Regions from separate parts of the Mus musculus genome. Here region 1 is linked to region 2. The links are chromatin contacts, called in public capture Hi-C maps. All regions are on one chromosome and are shown on one strand. Each heading gives the region's core, a stretch centred on a gene start, on an enhancer-like site or on the middle of the called end of the contact. The rest is flanking DNA. Distances are from core to core; before and after follow the strand shown. Region 1 has its middle 31 kb from the start of Gm38512. Region 2 has its middle 36 kb from the start of Mir6378.

The links. Capture Hi-C pulls out chosen DNA fragments and counts their contacts.
Region 1: a capture Hi-C map of embryonic stem cells shows a contact between it and region 2, with 4 times the contacts expected there. The contact joins two enhancer-like sites. A contact is called at or near these places in 1 of 115 datasets of contacts at active chromatin or transcription factors (embryonic stem cells) and 1 of 9 other capture datasets (embryonic stem cells).

Annotation. Positions count from the first base shown.
Region 1 is chr3:35,434,593-35,439,188 of GRCm38.p6, forward strand. No RefSeq gene overlaps it. Among named protein-coding and RNA genes, the nearest start is that of Gm38512, 31 kb to the left of the region's middle. Within about 2 kb of position 3,304, at least 3 of the 459 cell types and tissues checked have an H3K27ac peak or open chromatin away from gene starts, as enhancers often do. A contact at or near this core is called in embryonic stem cells, where this site is marked.
Region 2 is chr3:34,883,872-34,888,929 of GRCm38.p6, forward strand. No RefSeq gene overlaps it. Among named protein-coding and RNA genes, the nearest start is that of Mir6378, 36 kb to the right of the region's middle. Within about 2 kb of position 1,465, at least 12 of the 459 cell types and tissues checked have an H3K27ac peak or open chromatin away from gene starts, as enhancers often do. A contact at or near this core is called in embryonic stem cells, where this site is marked.

The DNA of each region.
Region 1 (4,596 bases), core at 2,054-4,553, 550 kb after region 2:
CATGAAATTCTCTGTGTAAATATACTTATATAGTCTAAATAAATTTTCCCATCTGGGCTGAAAATGCTTTCTCCAAGAGCCAAAGACCACCTAACAAACCCCCCAATACCAAACACAAGAAGGCTTCTTTTGACTTGTTGGTTGTGGCTGTCAAACATACAATTTATTGCTGTTGTCCCCAGAAGTGGAAGGTAAGTCCCTATTGCTGAAGACCTGAAAAAGCTCAGAGGACCCTGAGCTAGAACTGACTTGAAAGCCTCTTCCCTGAGGCCTAGCTTTCATGGTACTAGGATATGACACATGTGAGCCATATCAGTGAGCAGCACAGCATGATAATCCTAAGAGTGCAGTAGTGGCACACATACTTTGGCAGTAACCAACAACTCATTAGTTGGACTTAAGACCCACTAGACAAGAAGAAAGCCTTGGCTAATACTGGAAACCTAACCACTTAATGTTGTGAACTCATGGTTATTGGAGAAGAACCTACAACCACTATTTTATTAAACCAGCATGATCCCTGACAATCTAAACATTTGTTCTTGTACCCACAGAACTGTACCTTCAGTTCTCATCAAGGAAACATTTCTTTGCAACCGTCAGATGCTGCTACAGAAAGCTGCAATGTATCAAAATGCAGAGCTGTGGAGCCCAGTCCCAGTGCACATGGTTAGAAAACACTTCTGCACCAAAGGCCAGGGAAACATTGCAGAACAGGGAGTGGAAAGATTGTAAGAACAGACTTAGGAGATTTTGTGTGAGATTGTATCTCCTAGTAATGTCCGAAGCTGCAGCCCTAAAGTCTGACCACCATGACGACTTAAACATGAGTTGAACAAGAATGGCAACAATAGACATGCCAAAGTGGACTGGGAAAAGCCGAGAGCCCTCAACCCCACAGGAAGAACTATAGGCAAATAAGGAACGCTGAGAGTAGGGGAAACAGTTTTCTCCAGAGATGAGCACAGCAATTTGGTTTTCCAAAACAAAATAGTTAGCCCTGAAACATTTATGAATAACATATAGACTGAACAGGTTATTTTCAGGAGTGGTGTGTGTGTGTGTGTGTGTGTGTGTGTGTGTGTGTGTGTGTGTGATGCACAATTAATGTAAAAAAAAAAAAGGCCATGAATTTGCAAGAGAGTAAAGAGGGCCAGGAAGGAAGAAAGGAGAGAAAAAATGTTATACTTATGTTATAATCTCAAAGAAATTAAAATTAAAAAGGAAATGTCTCAAAGAGAACTGAAATAACCATGTATAGAACAAAGAGATAAAATGGCAAATTGAAGTGGCCAAATGTTTAAGGAAGTGGAAAGGTAGTCTACCATAGTTTGATAATTGTATACTGAACATATTTATTATTTATCAAATTATCACTCTTTGTTCTATAAACCTATACAATGAAAACAGTAGGTTTTAAAAACACAAATGGTCAGAATTAAAAATATTAATAAAGAAGGTAGAAATAAATTAATTGAAGACATATAAAAACAGAAAAACAAATGAAACAAGAACGTGGCTGTTTTTAAAAGATTGTTGAAATTAAGAACACTGAAATTAGATTGATTAGGAAATAAAACAAGATACAAATGGCCAATACAAGGACTAAAAGTCACTTGTGTGTGGACATGCTTATGATCCCAGCTTGACGAGGCAGAGGCAAAATTATCATATTTTGAGAATAGCCTAAGATACATATTTATATTCTGTTTCAAAATTATATGAAATATGATATAATGAATGATACAACAGACATTAAAAAGATAAACAGAGAATGTTATAAAAATTGTACATCAATGAATTCAATTAATTATATGAGATTTTAAAAATCCTAGGAAACATTCAAAATTCATTCATTAAGAAACAGACAACTTGAGTAGTTTTCTTCTATTAAAGAAATTAAATTTATTGTTTAAAATCATGTCACATTGACATCTCCAGGCTTAGAAGACTACACTGGTGAACTCTACCCATCATTTAAGTAAAAAGTAACATCAATTCTATTCAAACTCTTTTTAGAAAATTGAAGTGAAGTTAATATTTCTGTATTAATTATCTGAGGCTAGTATTGGCCTGTTGTATAGAATGTATTGAAACATAAAATCATCGCAAGATAGGAAAATGACAGAGCAATTTCCCTTATTATGATAAATTAACTATTCATACAATTTTGCACATAGAAACAATATAAACAGAACGGCTAACATATCATGGCAAACTGGGTTGGGTTATTCTATGAATAGGAGATTGGTTTACCATTCAAAGTCAATTACAATAAGTGATTACATTAAAAAACAAGAAGACCATATGATGATCTCAATAAATGACCCTCCAACATAATTTGAAAACTACCTAATGGGTGCTATTGGTGGAAAAATAACCTCTCAGAGAACTGAAAATAACAGAAAGTTTCAAATTGATAAAAATAATTTACAAAAAGATGAGCTGGGATCTAGCTCAGTGGCAGAGTGTTTGCTTAGGTTGTGTGAAGCTGAAGGTTCAGTCCACAATACAACAACATCTGAGAATACAGAGTTTCCATCACATGTAATAATGAGAAGTTGACCATTTCCCCCTATAGATCAGGAACAAAATCACTATCACTACCTCCAGCCAACTCTGAACTAGAGATGGCAGTATAACGGGCCAAGAAACAGAAAAGGGGGCACCCTCACTGTGATAGGCTTTAGGAAAAAAAGCTACTAGAACTAACAAATTTAGTATGGTTGAATAACTTAAGATCAGTATATAAAACAAAAACAAAACAAAAAGGCATAAAGAATATCAGGAGCTAAAGGAAAAGCTGAGTCATATCGCCTTCCTGTTTTGGTTTTAACAAAATATCCAAAATTCGTAACATATGGCTAATTACAGCACAAATTTATTACCTTAACGCCACCTTCAAAACCAATAGGCAACCTTGGTTGTCACAAAGAAATAGAGAACCAAGCACTACCTCACATTCTCAGGCTCAGCTTTGGTTTATATCATCCTAACCTGGGGCAAGCTAGAACCCCACATCAGACATACAACCAAAAAAGAAGTCTATATGCACAGGTTCCATCATAAAGCACAGACCTATGAAATGTCAAAACAGTATGTCCTTCTCCAAACTCTAGTCCCAATGAGAGTTAACCTAGATGAACCCTATCCCACAGAATTTAAAAGAACAACTTGATCCAAAATTTCAAGGAGTTAAAGAAGACAGAGCAGTGGCAGGGAATCTCTGTGAACTTAAAGAGGTGAGCGCTAAGCCAAGGATGACAGCCAAAGGAACAAAGGCACTATTGAATGGAGGGAGTGTCAAGGACAAACTGGAATTTAAAAACAGAAATCAAGCTAGGCAGTGGTGGAACATGCCTTTAAGCTTAGCACTCAGAAGGCAGAGGCAGGAAGATATCTGTGAGTTCAAGGCCAGCCTGGTCTACAGAGTGAGTTCCAAAGCTACACAGAGAAATCCTATCTAAAAAAAAAAAAAAAAAAAAATAGGGGGAAAAAGAAGAAAAGAAAACTAAATTTAGTAAAGAGATATTAATGTTGAAGAGAACTCAGCCTTCAATTTGATAGATTTGAAAAGCTCACCTGACCTATGAGCGTCTGAATGACTAATGGTAGCCTAACACTCCCTGAAAACAAAGCGAGTCTGAGATGGCAACCAGTCTGGTGCCAGGCCGGCCCTCGCACGGATCCCAGGCAGGAGTGAACCTGAGAAAGACAACCCCCACAAAGGGCCTACTCAGTCAGCGACAGGGAACTAGCCTGGCATGACTACTAGTCTGGTGCCCTGCAGGCAGGAAGCAGGGTAGGGTAGACCATGCCCTGCCTAGCTTCATAATGACCAAGCATGGTACAGAACTCCTGAGGACACTTCTGAGCCAACCCCAGACACTCAGAGTCCCCACGAGCCATTGAGAGGAACAAATAAGTGGTGGTGTCATAGAAGGGAAAGAAACAGAAGGATGTGGCCACCATAAGGAGAGGCGAAACTGGAGACCTGAGAGTAGTGAGGGGTAGCTGTGATACTACCTGGGAGTACAGTGGGCTCCCATCTTGTGCTGCTACCAGGAATCATGCCTGGGTTTATGGTCCTGCAGCAGCAGGAATCTGTTACCCCAAAAGACCAAGCAGACATCCCTGGTGTGTTCTGCCACCTGAGGGCATATTGATGTCTGATGGCTGTGCAGAACGGGCCCCATCCCTCACCTGGTCATCCTGAGAGAGCTGACCCCACGGCATGAGAGCAGGGGTCTTGACCCCAGCCAGCTGCTGTACTCAGGCGAGTGGTCCCTGTGCATTGTTGGAGTTGAGGGTGAGCTGGCCCCAAGGATATAAGCATGGGAAAGCTGGCCCTACCACTTGTCTCCTGTGCAGTCACATGGAAGAGGGAAAGATACCATCTCACTCCTTTTCCCCTCATTGCCTGTGACAAGTAGGAGACCTGTCCCTGGGGTCACAAGAGCAAGAGAGCTATCCCTGCCAGTCATCAGCGGCGGCACCTGGGAGAGCCAGCCCTGCACCACATCTGGGCAGCAAGTAGAGTTGAATCTGGATGTGGAGGTTGTGGGTGAGCCACACCACCCTGAGGGCATAAGTGTG
Region 2 (5,058 bases), core at 215-2,714:
GTGGCCACAGCCTCCCATCTCGTCTTTTAGCTCCTCCACCCTTCTCAGTCCACAGTTAGAGCCTGGCTCCTTCACTTGTGACTCTGAGCAGAAATTAACTCAAGTTGTTAGAGGAGGAAGAACTAAATTGTAGCAGGAAAAAAAAATAGGCTGTCAAAAATCAAAGGAGGAGGAGGGTGTTCTAATTTTGGGCACTGCAAATACTCTGTGCCTTGAAGTTTCTTGGTGCCTGAATACTCCATGGCCTCGTGGCCTTCGCTCCAGGCCCCTGAGATTAATCAGCTTTGAAGGAAGGTAGACCATCTTCAAACAACAAAACAGGAAGTAGGACACCCCAAATCTGGGGACAGTTGCTGTGAGACTGGGACCTGACAGACAGCACATTTCGAATTTTCTAAGGTCAGGGAAGAAATGTTTCTATTCAGGGATCCTTTGGTAATGAGAGAGAAGGCTGCTTGTGTCAGATGGAGGAGGAGATAAAGTCAATAGCAATTCTTTGCTTACATTAATGGCTAAGATATATGGACTCAGAGTCAAGGCTCATCAAAAAGTGGCTTTTAGAGGGGCGCAATTATTTTTCTAAAGTTGTGGCTTTGGGGAGAGATGAAGGGGGAATTTTTGGCTTTGTTTCCAAGTGTCAACCATTCCTGTCTCACATATGGGGCAGTTGTTTCAAAGACCAAACTTGTTGGTGAACGAGGCTTTGACTGCAGTGTTGTGTTTGTAAGGACTTTGCTGTCTAGATGCTGAGAACACAATCATTAAAATGAAAATGTTTTGGCTTCAGCCCTTGGGTTAGCAGAGGGAGATTTTTCATCCTTTCTATCATCTGTGTCTCTTGGGTTTAAGGTGGGTGTTCAGCCTGAGCCCACTTGGTTCCTAAATTTTCAGGCTCCATGTCCATAACTCATCTTCAGGAGAGTGCTCTGTGATGTCATGTAATGGGATTGCTCCTTCCTCTCACCTCCCACATTGGCCCCAAGCCCGAAAAGAAAACCTATCATGGCGCAAGGCAGGGGCTTGTCCAGGGAAGACTGGATGTTCCCTTGATGGCTGTTGCTGCTCTCCTCCTCCTCCTCCTCCTCCTCCTCCTCCTCCTCCTCCTCCTCTTCCTCCTCCTCCACCTCCTCCTCCCCTTTTTCCTCTTCCTCCAATTCTAGACCTAGACTAAGTATATGTTTACAGTCTCCCGAACCCTTCAAGCTGAGCTGTTGGCTATACCTACTGCCTCTATCTTCAGTTTGCATGTACTTTTTAAAAATCTGAAAGAAAACTGGCAACATGAGCTCCCCTCATGAAACTACCCTTCATCATAGCTCCGGCCAGCTTGTGATCGCCTTGCTCTGTGAAAGTTCTAAGTTTTGGGAAAGGAAACAAGATTCTTACATCAGAATAGAAGCTGAGCTCGAAGGAACCCAGAGAAACACATTCCCCAGTTGGGCGGGATCACAATCACAGGGAAGCCTGCAGGCCCCACCCACAATGGAATGCACAGTGTGCAGAGTGGGAAGAACACAGGCCTTTGAATCAGATGGAACCTCGCTCTCATTATTTAGGGGCTGCCACATTTTGGAGATGTTGATTAACCAGTTGCTCCCATATTTTAGTGGATATTAACCCCAGAGCTGTAAGATATACAGATCCAGGACTCTGGGACTAATATTTCTAATTTATTCTTGGATGGGGGGGGCAGTGTGTGTGTGTGAAAAGTGCATTTCTCCTTTCCCTTTATTTTTTAAAGATTTATTATTTATTATATGTAAGTACACTGTAGCTGTCTTCAGACACTCCAGAAGAGGGAGTCAGATCTTGTTACGGATGGTTGTGAGCCACCATGTGGTTGCTGGGATTTGAACTCCGGACCTTCAGAAGAGCAGTCGGGTGCTCTTACCTGCTGAGCCATCTCACCAGCCCTCTCCTTTCCCTTTTAACGGGAGCTAATGTCACGTTGTTCTAGGGTTATTGTAACAATTATGCTCTATTGATATTGAGTACTCACAATGTGCCTGCCAGGTAAGATGTTATATGATTTCCAATGATCAGTTCATTCAGGAACATAGCAAGAAAGGATCTGCTGTGCCAAAAAGAGTGGAGATAGAATTTGGATATAGGTAGTCTTGGTTCTCTCTCTCTCTGTCTCTCTGTTTCCCCTCTCTGTCTCTGTCTCTCCCTCTCTGGTATTGGTGCATATTCATGTATATCAGATGGGAATGTGCCTGGCAGGGCATTGGTATGGGTTAGAGGACACCTTGGGTGTAGGTTTCCATCACGTTTGGAACAGGTTCTCTTAGTTGTTTGTTATTGCATATTTCAGATGACATTTGAACTTCCAGGAATTCTCTTGCCTCTGGAATTCTCACACTTGGAACAATGGGATTACAGCTTTGGGCTAGCACGACTGCCTTTACATGCTTTATCGACCGAGACACCTCCCCAGAGCCCCATAGATAGTTTTTCAGTGTTTTCTATCAAATGCCTCCAGGCTGATGGCCTTTGGGGACTCTTTCCTTCCTCTGCCCAAAGGCAGTATTGAGGATGGGACAGCCATGGAACAGGCAGGGTGGAAAGACACAGTGTACATTCAGGACCATGCATGTCTCGGCTCACCACCAGTTTCTCCAGAAGAAACCAGTGCATGGTTCGTCACGATTGCTCATAGCTTAGCTCCAAAGCAAGTGAGGTCTTGTCCATGCTTCCATGGGGCTCTGGCCAGCCAGAGGAAACGACTACATCTAAGTCTTGGATTGCATCAGAACTTGAAATCACAAGGGGGCAAATGTAGCCCTCCCTCCCCCCCAACCCCCGTCCTCAGAATACTGAGACGACAAGAAAGAGAAAGGAGAAGAGGAGAAAGGTAAGGAAACCCAGTCGATAGCTGAGCCATTTTTGCCATAACAAAAGTCTGTGGCAAGCTGGACATGGAAGCCCTGGGGCACAATTGTATCAGATCACCCTCAATTTCTCCAGAAGAAACCAGAACCCTTCTGTTTATCTCAGTACTCAAGAGGCAGAGACAGATGGATTTCTGATATACATGAATATGCACCAATACCAGAGAGGGAGAGACAGAGACAGAGAGGGGAAACAGAGAGACAGAGAGAGAGAGAGAACCAAGACTACCTATATCCAAATTCTATCTCCACTCTTTTTGGCACAGCAGATCCTTTCTTGCTATGTTCCTGAATGAACCCTCAACTAGTCTCAAATCAACCTTGAGCTAAATAATCTCCCGTCTCAATGCCTTACCATGTGTGGCTACGAACAAACATAATCCATTTAAAGAGAAGATTCTGTGATTGGAAATAATGTCTTATACTCACATAAGGTTTTCTTTTTCTTTTCTTTGAGACAGAGTCTCTTTATATGTTCAGGAACTCTGTATGTAGAGTGGGCTGGCTTCAAAACTCACAGAAATCCATCTGTCTCTGCCTCTCGAGTACTGAGATTAAAGGTGAGTGCCACCATGCCTGGCTCCAAATAGGGCTTTCTGCTTAGTCTTTCTGATCATTTTCATTTGTGTCAATGTCCTGGGGGACATTACTCATACAGTTTGAGCAAATACAGTGAAATTTTTATGGACTTCTGATTCATAGAAAGATGGACCTTTTCTTCTCCCCAAAAGGAAACACAAGAAAATTGAATGTTTATGGTTGACAGAGGCACTGCTCCTGTTCTGTGGAATCGAATTTTCCTTTTGAGAACACAATATGAATGGTCAAAGGTGGTGTGTGTGTGTGTGTGTAATGTGGATGTGATGTTTGCTTCTGTGACTGATCATAGAAAAGTGTGCACACCTAGACACAGACAATCATGTGTTTCCAGAAGTCATTACTCTCCTGAAAGCAGTCTCCAGAGAAATCCAGAAGGGGAAACATTAAGAACACTGGCTCCTTTGCAACAGGAGTGATACATTGCCTGCTTCTACCACAGATGCTCAGAGGGAATTATTCTAGCCCTTAACGCAGTGGATCTGACTGTCTGAGTCAGGACCCGTTGAATGGCCCTTTCTCATCAGTCACATAGCAGACATCCTGGCTATCAAGTATGTACATTATAATTCATAACAGTAGCAAAATCACAGTTATGAAGTAGCAATAAGATAATTGTATGGCTGGGGGTCATCACAACATGCAAAACTGGATTAAAGGGTCTCAGCGTTAGGAAGACGGAGAACTGCCCTAGTGGGATGCATTCTGCAGCCACGTTCCTTGTTTTTAGGAGATGGCATGTAAAGATTATTAGGGCAACTGTGACAAATATATCCATAGCTTGCTTCTCTGAGATGACTGTGGAAATCAAAACACAACTGTGTCCAGTAATGTTTAAACTCTCTAGAGTTTATTCGGAGCCCCTGCCTTCAGCTTACAGAAGAGAGAAAGTGGTAGTTCTGCATGCCTGTGGGTATTCTGAAGCTAGTCCTGGCTCGTTTCCCATTCACGGTAGACCTTCGATGCTTTCTCTCTCCGGACATCCTACTGTTGAGGAGGAGATGGCGCACTTGTTGGTTTGGTGTTCATGTTTAGTGGTTGAATTGGGTTGGTCCCCTTCCTTCTCCCCCACCTCTCTTTCTTCCCACTTCACAGATCTCACAGGTGTCTGGTCAGACCTGTCAGGTGGGTCTCTTTTGCCTGTCATTTGGGAAGCCCACGGTCTTACCTGGGCATGGCTGATTGCACAAATCGGAACAGGGGTTAGTTTGACTCACAGGTGTGAGCAATCAGCGCAGATCAGCACTAATCCATCAGCGATTACAAGCAAGAAGTTGCCACAGATGGGGTAGGGAGCGGAAAAGCCTGGAGCCACCCGTGTGTCCGAGTGGCAGTCCATGGTTTACAGGGCTGACGGATTTTTCTTCTCTTTTTTTCTCACTTGCAGAGTGTGGTTTCTTTAAAGGGACAATTCTTTATTAAGTCCCCTTTGTTCACAGTGATAGGAGACAAACGAGAAACTGATCCCAGCTCGGGCAGCTCAGAACTCATGGGAGTCCCGGGAACACAAAACTTGAGGAGTGGTTCATATATCAGAACATTCTGGGCTCAGACATCATTCTATCATTTA